2 separate regions of the Ovis aries genome follow, and region 2 is linked to region 1. The links are chromatin contacts, called in public Hi-C maps. All regions are on one chromosome and are shown on one strand. Each heading gives the region's core, a stretch centred on a gene start, on an enhancer-like site or on the middle of the called end of the contact. The rest is flanking DNA. Distances are from core to core; before and after follow the strand shown.

The links. A called contact is a pair of places that touch in the nucleus more often than the background predicts.
Region 2: a Hi-C map of mixed tissues shows a contact between it and region 1, with 2.5 times the contacts expected there. The contact joins the promoter of BBC3 here to the promoter of NPAS1 in region 1. A contact is called at or near these places in 4 of 16 Hi-C or Micro-C datasets (hypothalamus, mixed tissues and tail adipose tissue).

Annotation. Positions count from the first base shown.
Region 1 is chr14:53,845,204-53,850,155 of ARS-UI_Ramb_v3.0, forward strand. NPAS1 (neuronal PAS domain protein 1) reads left to right here and starts at 3,196. Exons shown (of 12, transcript XM_027977942.3): 1 at 3,196-3,326; 2 at 4,375-4,536. The coding sequence starts at 4,436.
Region 2 is chr14:54,012,817-54,017,602 of ARS-UI_Ramb_v3.0, forward strand. BBC3 (BCL2 binding component 3) reads right to left here and starts at 1,294. Exons shown (of 4, transcript XM_027978529.3): 1 at 1-1,294.

The DNA.
Region 1 (4,952 bases), core at 1,946-4,445:
AGGCTTCCCAGGCGATGCTAGTGGTAAAGAACCCACCTACCAATGCAGGAGACATAAGAGACGTGGGTTCAATCCCTGGGTCGGGAAGATCCCCTGGAGGAGGGCATGGCAACCCGCTCCAGTATTCTTGCCTGGAGGATCCCATGGACAGAGGAACTTGGTGGGCTACAGTCCATAGGGTTGCAAAGAGTCAGAAAGGACTGAAGTGACACAGTAACACATTCTCAGCTTTAAGTGGCTTAACTCGGCAGTTTTCAGACTTTTTGTTCTCTTTACATTGTTGGAGAAGGAAATGGCAACCCACTCCAGTACTCTTACCTGGAATATCCCATGGACTGAGAAGCCTGGTAGGCTACAGTCCATGGGGTTGCAAAGAGTCGGACACCAATGAGTGACTTCACTTCACTTACATTTTTAGGGAAGACCAAAGAGCTTTTATTTCTGTTTCATAAGTCATATCAGAATAAAACTGGAAATTCTTGAAAAGGATTCGGAAGGCATTTTTAAATAGCAATAATAAATGCATTACAGGCTTATATAAATAACCTATTTTAAGAAAAATTTTAGTGAAAGGAGTGTCATTATTTTACACTTTTGCAAAGCTCCTTAAAGTCCAGCCTCACAGAAAACAGCTGGACACTCCTGCTGCTTATGCCTGGGGTCTGCTGTGATATCACAGGCCAGGGAGCCTCTGAAACCTCCCCCATCACTGGATGCTCATGGAGAAGGAAGTGGAAAGGCAGAAAATGTCTCGGTATGAAAATGTGACCTCATAGACCCCCTGAGATGGTCTCAGGAACGAGTGCCCACGTCACACATAAAAGATTAGCTCTCAAATTGTTCAGTGTGGTTGTCCTGATTGAACCTACGGACCTCCCAAGGACTGGGGTACAGGTATCCAAGGAACTTCAGTGACCAGGATCCTGGTGTCTTAGCTCCACCACTGCTCCAATGGGAACCCCAACATCAGTTTCCCACTAGCCCATAAATGAGCACTAAGGGATTATAGCGCCTCCCACATATCTTGGAGCAGCTAACCCTGTGCCCCACAACTACTGAGGCTGTGCTCTAGAGCCTGTGCTCCACAACAAGGGAAGCCACCCACCGCAAGAAGCCTGTGCACTGCAGCGGGAGAGCGAGCAGGCCCTGCTCAGCACAGCTAGAGAAAGCCTGCGTGCAGCAATGAAGACCCAGCACAGACAAAAATAAACTAAATAAATGAATTTTGTATTGTTGTCCAGGCACTCAGTCGTATCTGACTCTTTGCAACCCCAAGGACTGCAGCATGCCAGGCTTCCCGGTCCTTCACCATCTCTCGGAGTTTGCCCAGATTCATGTCCCTTGAGCTGATGATGCCACCCAACCATCTCATCCTCTGTTGTCCCCTTCTCCTCCTGCCTTCAATCTTTCCCAGCATCAGCGTCTTTGCCAATGAGTTGGCTCTTTGCATCAGGTGGCCAAAGTATTGGAGCTTCAGCATCAGTTCTTGCAATGAATATTCAAGATTGATCAACCTTATTCAAAGTTGATCTCCTTTAGGATTGACTAGTTTGATCCCCTTGCAGTCCAAAGGACTCTCAAGAGTCTTCTCTAGCACCACAGTTCAAAAGCATCAACTCTTTGGTGCTCAGCCTTCTTTAAATGAATATTAAAAATAATTTTTTTTTAAAAAAAGAGTGTTCCTATCAGCCCGTGTACATGAGGGTGCAGAGATGTGTGCCTTGGTTCCTCTGTCCAACCTGAGGAAGACCCTAGCTCTCTGCCAGCCCTGCCCACCCGCCTCCCCTAAGACTTCCAGCCCACCTTCATCAGTTGCACTGCGGTCTCCTAGGAGTACTTCATGCTCACATGTTCAGCTGGTCCCACTCTTCTCAACCGCATGGACTGTAGCCTGCCAGGCTCCTCTGTCCATGGGATCCTCCAGGCAAGAATACTGGAGTGGGTTGCCATACTCTCCTCCAGAGGATCTTCCAAACCCCGGGACTGAACCCGGGTGTCATGTCTCCTGCATTGGCAGGTGGGTTCTTTACCACTGAGTCACCTGGGAAGCCCCCTAGCAGCACTTAAGCACCTGGAAACCCCCATGCCAGGCTGCTGAAGGGGCTTGGGAGGGAGAGATTTTGTATTTTCTACCAGAGTGGAAAAGAACTGGCTGGATCACCTGGGTCTCCAGATCTCTATGGGAGGTACTATAATCCCTTAGTTCCCATTTATGGTCTAATGGGAAGCTCCAAAGTTAGGGTTCCCGCAGGAGTAGTGGTGGAACTAAGACCCCAGGATCCTGATCTCTGAAGTTCCTTGGACACCTGTGTCCCAGTCCCTGGGAAGTCTAGATGTCAAATCCTGGTCTTATAAGGTGGGGGGTGGGGGGTGGGGTTGGGGGGGCGCGGGCGGGGGGGGGGGTTGTTGAGCCCAAGGTCCCCTTCTTGTCCAGATGGCCTCGCTGACATTCTTAAGTTCTCTCCTGGTAAAGGGTCTCTAACGCCTGGATTTGCTCCCCTAGAGGGGACGCTGACGTCTGGGTCTCCACCCCTACAGGAGCGGGCGCAGGGTGCCTTCCTTGTCTTGAGGAGCTGCTGGGTGCTGAGTATTCTTAGGGAACATGGGGTGATAGTTCCTTCCAGTGGGGTATATAGAGATAGAGCCTGGACTCCGGTGTTCCCCTCTTGGGGTGGGGAAGCCGACTTCGAGGTTCCCGTTCTGGTGGGCTAAGGGGGCTCAGACATCTGAGCAGCCCAGGACTCCCTTGCTTGGAACCCCCTACCTGAATATTCATTGGAGGGACTGAGGCTGAGGCTGAAGCTCCAATACTTTGGCCACCTGATGCGAAGAGCCGACTCATTGGAAAAGACCCTGATTGATGCTGGCAAAGATTGAAGGCAGAAGAGGAAGAGAGAAGACCAGACGGTTGGATGGCCTCATCGACTCAATGGACATGAGTTTGAGCAAACTCCGGGAGATGGTGAGGGACAGGGAGGCCTGGCGTGCTGCGGTCCATGGGGTCGCAAACAGTCGGACACGACGGAGCCACTGAACAACAACCGCGGAAAAGATCAGAGTGGCTGACGCGCGGCAGGACCGAAGGGAGGAGGCTCCGTGGGCGGGGCTCCAGCAGGCCCCGCCCCAGCCCGCCGGCGCTGTCTCCACGCATCCAAGTCTGCGAGGCCTCGGCGGGCGCGGAGAACCTAGCGACACAGCCCGCGCGCCCCGCCGAGCCTGGCCCGCCCCGGGGTCTATGGGGCCGCTCCTCTGCGCCGCCCGGCCGGCCCCACGCCGCGCCCGGAGACTGCCCTCGCGGTCAGATAACGAGGCGGTGGGTCTTGCAGGTAGGGGACGCCAGGGGGCAGGTATGAGAGGACAGGGAACTCCTGAGTCCTGGAGGTGAAGGGGACCGGGACTCCAGTGTCCTGGGGGCTAGGGCAGCGGAACGCCTGTCTCCCGGGGCTGAGAGTAGGGGCGCACGGAGGTTGAGTCTTGGAGAATTAGGGGCCTGGGGGATCTGAACGCCAAGATCTAGGGCATCGGGGGACCTGGCTGGGAAGGCTTGGGGGCGGCGTGGATGTGGGGAGCGGGGCTGGACCCTGAATGCCTAGCCCTGGAGGAATGAAGACCTAATTGAACATGTTTCCGGTTCTGGGGAATCTGAATACCAGGACACCTGGGCTCAGAATTCTGGATCCATCCTGAGGGCTACCTGGGGCTGAGGAGCTGGCCGCTGCATCGGGGGTCTTCAGGGAGGAAGTTGTGGTTGCGGAGATTTGGCGGCCCAGACACGTGGCATCACCCCCAGGGTTTGAGGGGTGGTCCCTGGGAAAAGCATTGGGTGGGGTCCCTAGTTTCTGCCTCCCCCCCGCCCCTGTCTCTTTAACCGAGCCTGGGAAATAGGCGTACCGCAGATGCAAAAACCAGACTCCCGGGATGGGCTTGTGGTGGGAGCAGGTCCCCGGGGTAGAGGGCTCTGGGGGCTGGAGCCGGTCTTGCCTGGGCCCCGGCGAGGCGCCCGCCCCCCGCCCGGCTTTGGGCATGCTTGGCACGCAGCGCGCGGGCCGGTCGGATCCGTATGCGCGCCGCGTGCGCCTATTGGTATGCGGGAGCCGGCCCGGCGCGGGCGTGAGGCGGGCGCGCTGGCGGGCGGCGCGGGGGAGGCGGCGGCGGGGCACGTCCTCACCCTGAGTGAGCTTCGCCCGGAGCCCGGCACGGTGAGAGCTGCGGGCTGTGTAACCTGGCCTCCGGGTAGGAGAAACTGAGGCCACCTCCCGCGGCAGCTCCTCGCCGGGACCCTGCACCCAACCCCGCGGACCTTGGTTTGCCTACCAGGTGTCCCACGCGCCCCCTCGGGCGCTGAGCGTTGCCTCCCGCTCCTTCCCGCTGCAGGAGACGCGGCTCTCGAGTCCCACAGGCCGCTCTGAGCCCGCCTGAGCGGGTCCCCACGGAGATGGCGGCCCCCTACCCCAGCGGTGGCGGGGGAGGTCGCGGCGGCAGCGTCCCTTGGGACTTTCTGCCGGGGTTCGTGGTCAAGGCCCCGCCGGGACCCTGGTGAGCAAAGCCCTGCCCCTCGGGCCGTGGCCCCGCCCCAAGGCGGGATCCGACGAGGATTCACATTCACCTTCGCCCCGCCCCTCGGGCCGTGGCCCCGCCCCAAGGCGGGATCCGAAGAGAATTCACACTCACCTTCCGCCCCGCCCCTCGGGCTAGACTTTCTTACCCGGAGTTGCTCTACCGAGGTTCCGCAACTCACCGCACACTGGGCGTTCGGTTCCTAGCCCCCTTTTTCGGGACTCCTACCCAACATTCTTACCGCTCCCCTCTCCTTCCTCCTCCCCCTCAGCCTTTACACCCCCAAGTCCTGCCCCACGGCTGGGCAGAGAAGTCACTCTCAGGCTCTGTCCCGACCTCCAGAGTCCTGAACCCACTTCCAACGTCCCGTTCCCCCCGTTCCCGAGGCCCCCGCC
Region 2 (4,786 bases), core at 44-2,543, 170 kb after region 1:
TCTGCCACCTTCGGGCTGTGTGACTCTGGGCAAGTGGTCCCATCTCTGTTCCTCGATTAATTTCCTCACCTGTGAGTTGGGACAGCACAGGTCCCTAGTCAGAGGATTCTTCTGAGTAAGAAGGTCAGTAAAAATAAAGCACTGGGCTCTAATGGGTCCTTCACACATCATTTCTCTGTGTGGGGGAGCTATTGATTCTCTGAGAATCCAGAGAAGGTCTTCCAGCTAAGACCCTCAGGTTGGGGCAGGGGTTTCAAGTCCGGCCTGTGGGCCAGCCATTAGTGTGTTTCACTGGCTGGCACAGTTTCTCATTTTGAATATTTTCTTTATTTGGCTGCACTGGGTCTTTAGTTGTAGCATGTGAGACCTAGCACCCCGACCAGACCAGGGATAGAACCTGGGCCTCCTGCCTTGGGAGTGCAGAGTCAGCCACCGAGCCACCCGGGAGGTCCCTCATTTGGACTATTAATGCCTCTCAAAGGGACAGTCAACACAGTGAAGATATACACCATCCAGATTTTGGAGCCAGGCTGCCTAGGTTCAAACGATGACCTTGAGGAAGTAGCTTCCTCCTTCTGCGCCTCAGTTTCCCCACGTGTACAAAGACGATCGCCATAGGACCCCAACTTCAATGTGAAGATTAATCAGTGAATTCCGATTTGTAACGCAGGTAGGACAGTATCGTATAGGGCAGTGCTGGGCTCCATGCGAAGTGCTGGGTGAAGAAAAACAACGTCCCAGCTAGTTTACTGAGGACCCGCAACCTGCCCCGGTATCTTGAATGCCGTTCCAGGGAAGTAGATTTCTCAGCACCGGAGAGGGAGTTGGAAAGGACTTAACTTTTCAGAGCAGGCTGTGAGTCCTGGCTTTCCGCGGTGGGGAGGGGGGCCTCCCGGGTCCCCTCGGTGCGGCCGGCCTCTCAGGCCCCGGGGCTGGACTGGAGCCGGGTGGGGGCTGGGCGGGGGCGCCGGTGTCCGCAGGGTCCGAGCGGCCGGCGCGTGTGAAGGTTACCGCTCCCCGGCGGGGCGGGGGCCGCGCGCTGTTGCTGGGGTCTGCGGGGCCTGCCCGCGCCCGCGCCCCCCCTCCTTCCCGGCCAGCCAGTGAGCGGTACCCGCCGCCGTTGCCAGGGGAAACTCGCCGCCCCGTTACCCAGCAACAAGCCTGGCCCAACCAGGCGCGAGGACCCCCCAGGCCCCGCCCGCCGCTGCCCACCGCGTGCCCAATGCCAGGCGGGCAGAGCCGGCCCGGCTCCCGGAGACGGCGAGCGCGCTCATTGGCCGCCGCCGCGCCTGCCCGCCCGCCCGGATCTTGGGGAGCCCTCGGCGCGGGGGGCGGGGAGGCGGGCCCCGGGGAGCTGCCGGGCTCACTGCCTGCAAGCCTGCGGCAGGCTGGGGTGAGGCCTGGGCTGGGCACTGCCGCCCCCCCCCCCCCCCCCCCCCCCCCCCCCCCCCACCCCCCCGGCCCTCACCGTAACTCGCACTCCCTGACGAGGATGGGCACTTAGGATGGGCTGGAAATAGGGGCCGCGCATCCCGTCCCTCCCCAGGACGGCACGCTGGAGTCGGCCTTGTGGAAACAGCTAGCAAGCCTCCCCTTCTCAGAGGGAGACCTGGGCATCCTGACTCCGCAAAGATAGGAGCTGGTTGTCTGCACATGCCCCCACCCCCACCTCAGACCCTCCCCAAACAGGATTTAGGCATCTTGACTTTAAAAAAACACAGGGGCTGGGGAATCTCTCCCAGAAAAAGATCCCATAAAAATAGGGGTCTCCCCTTCTCCTCAAAGGACTCAGGCATGCCCTGTCTTGTGACAACGAGCATATGAACCCCCCACCAAGGGATGCTAGTTTCCCAGTCCCTGGAAAGAAGCATTCAGGCTGCCCCCAGAGGGAACCCAGGCAGGTCGGCTTCTGAGAAAGTTAGAACTGAGCTCCCCACCCCCACAGGAAGCAGAGACTCTGGTCTTTGGGCCCTCAGGCAACGAGATGTCTCAGAGTCCGTGGGCATCCTGGCGCCTCACCATACTGATTCTGGGAGACCCCACAGATACACCAGTTACTAGACCCTCAGGTGTCCAGTTCATCCAGACTACCACCTACCCAGCCCCAAGGGGTAGGCTGCGAGCGAGCTCGCCTCCCCTCCGAGTCATTTTCCCCAGGGTCTAGCTTGTTGATCTACCAGGTCGCAGGCATCTGACCCCACAGCCACGCCCTCTGCTCCCTGGCACTCAACCTCCCCCCTCCCCCCACCACGCACATGCCGGGAACCCAGGAGTGAAGCCCCAAGTGTCACAGAGCCTCCCCTCCTCCAGTCACCTGGCGAGGTGACCCAGCCCCTCACAGTGTGCAGGGGGTCCCTTCCAAGTCCTGGGGCCCTGGGATGCCCAGGACCCTAGGTCTGGTAGATCCTGGCTCCCAGTGCTCTTAGTTGGCCACCAGGGATCCGGGACCGCGAGCCTGCAGCCCCAAGGGACCCTGATGTGAGCGCCCAGGCTACTCCAGAGAGGCTCAGATTCCTCAGTCCTCACCCCCAGGAGACCCAGGCAGCCAAGCCCCCAGCTCCAGACGCGGGTGGAGTCCAGGTGCGGCCCGCCCCTACCCTGGTACCTGGGGTGTGGGGGGGTGGAGTCGAGGATTACTCAGCCTCCAGAATGAGGCGATGACATCATCCTGGGAGGGGGGTGACTAATGGCCGCGCTGGGGGGGGCGGGGAAGTTTACCCGGTAACAGCGGCTGCCGCACGGCCCCGCCCCAGGGGAAGGGCCAGGAGAGGGAGGCATAAGCACACACACACACACACACACACACGCACACACACACGCACACAAGCACACATACATACACAAGCCCACTTAGCATTTCCCCTCCCCCCCAAGCATCCCACATCACACACATCCTATTGGGGCAAGGGCAGGGATGAGTGCGTGTGTGAGACTGTGTGTTTGTGTGACTGCGTGGTTTGTGTCCTGGAGAGTTCCCTGTCAGTCTGCTGGGCTACTGTGCTGCGTGTCCAGGGGTTGACTTATCTGAGCTGTGTTTGTGTAAAGTTGCGGTGTGGGACTGTGTCAGTGTACTGTCCTGTATCAGCTGATGGTGTGTGTCACAGGGATGATGTTGTGTGATGGCATTTGTCCCACGGGGTGGCTCTGACTCTGTCATTGTGTGTCAGTGTGCTATTTGTATGATATTTGGGCATGCTGTGTGTGAGTGTGATGGTGTATCTATGTGTTTGTGTTCATGTGCTGTTTTGTGCAACTTCCTGGTGTGCATAGATGAGGTGATGTATGTCGCTGTGGTTGTGTTTGTGACAGCGGGATTGGATACGCATTGGAGTGCTGTTGTGCATTAGCAGAAATGTTTGTGGACATGCTGTGGTTGTATGCAACGGTGCAACTGTGTGGTTGCATCACTATGATTGTGTCTGCAATGCTGTGTGATCCTGGAATTGTGTGTGTGTACCATCATCGTTGTAAGTGTGTGTGCACAAAACTTCACATTCTTGGGATTATCTAGGCCACTCTGTGCCTCAGTGGAATTGTGAGATTTTGTGTGGTACGTTGTGTGTCACTGTGATAGTGTGTGCCTGAGTGCTTTGCTGCGTGTCAAGGGGAAAATGTGCGTGCCTGTCACTGCTAATGTGTGTTTGGACAACGCTGTGTATAGCAGGATACTCTTGTCATTGTATTGGAAATGTTGTGAGTCTGTGGGACTGTGTTACTGAGTGTATGTACATCAGTGCAGTGCTGTGTGTCCTTCTGATTATGTGTGTTGTTGTGATTGTGTTTGTCAGTGTGATGTGTGTCCATGAGACTGTGCCTTTGTTAATAAGGTTGTGTGTCTGTGCAGTCTTGTGTCACTGTGATTGAATGAGTCATTGTTGTGATTGTGTGTATCACTGCGATAATGTGTGTGCCATGACCACTGGCATTGTGTGTGCCACTTATATTGTGTGTTCTAGGGTCTAAGACATGCAGAATGCATGGGTCTGGGCAACACTGGGTTTCAGTGTGGTTGTGTGTTAGGGTAATGTTGTGTGTCATGGTGATTGTGGGTCTCGGCAGTGCTGTGTGTCCCGGAACTGCGACTGTGTCCCTGAGATTTTGTGCGTCTGCGATGCTGTGTGTCTCTGCGTGTTCCTGGGGCCGCGTGTGTACGACACGATGTGTGTCGCTGCGATCGTGTGCGTATGGGGGGCAGGCGATGCTGCGTGTCCCTGGGACAGGGTAAGTGTGTGAGCCACTGTGATTGTGTGGCCGCGTGCTTCGCTGGGTGTCGGGGGAAGGTGCATCTCCAGGCCTCCTGCCCGAGAACAGCGACGCTGCTCTCTGATTGGCTGCGGCCTCGCCAGTGAGAAGCTTCCGAATCCTGCGGTAACTTGGTAACTCGTAACTCGGCCGCCGCCGCCGCCGCCGCCACAGTGGGGATGAGGGGGTAGGGAGGGGCCCCGCCTATATCCCGCAGGGCTCGCCCCTACAGGCGACCCTAACCCCGAGTGCCCCTCCCGGATCGCCCTCACCCCGCCGCTCCCCAAACTCACCTCGATCTCTGCAGCCCTGACTCCATCTCCCTCTCCTTCCCCATCTCGGCCACTCGCTAGGACTCTCTCCGCCTCTGTCGTCCCCGCTTGTTTCTCCCTAAGTGTGTGTCCTCGTTTGTCTCTTTCTCTTTTTGTCTCTGTCTCCCGCCTCCCACCTCTGTCTCTCCTTGATCTCTCTCTCTCCCCAACTCTCTCTTCCTGTCTCTGTCCCTCCTAAGACTTTCTCTGGCTCTCTCTGTCTCCCCCTCCTC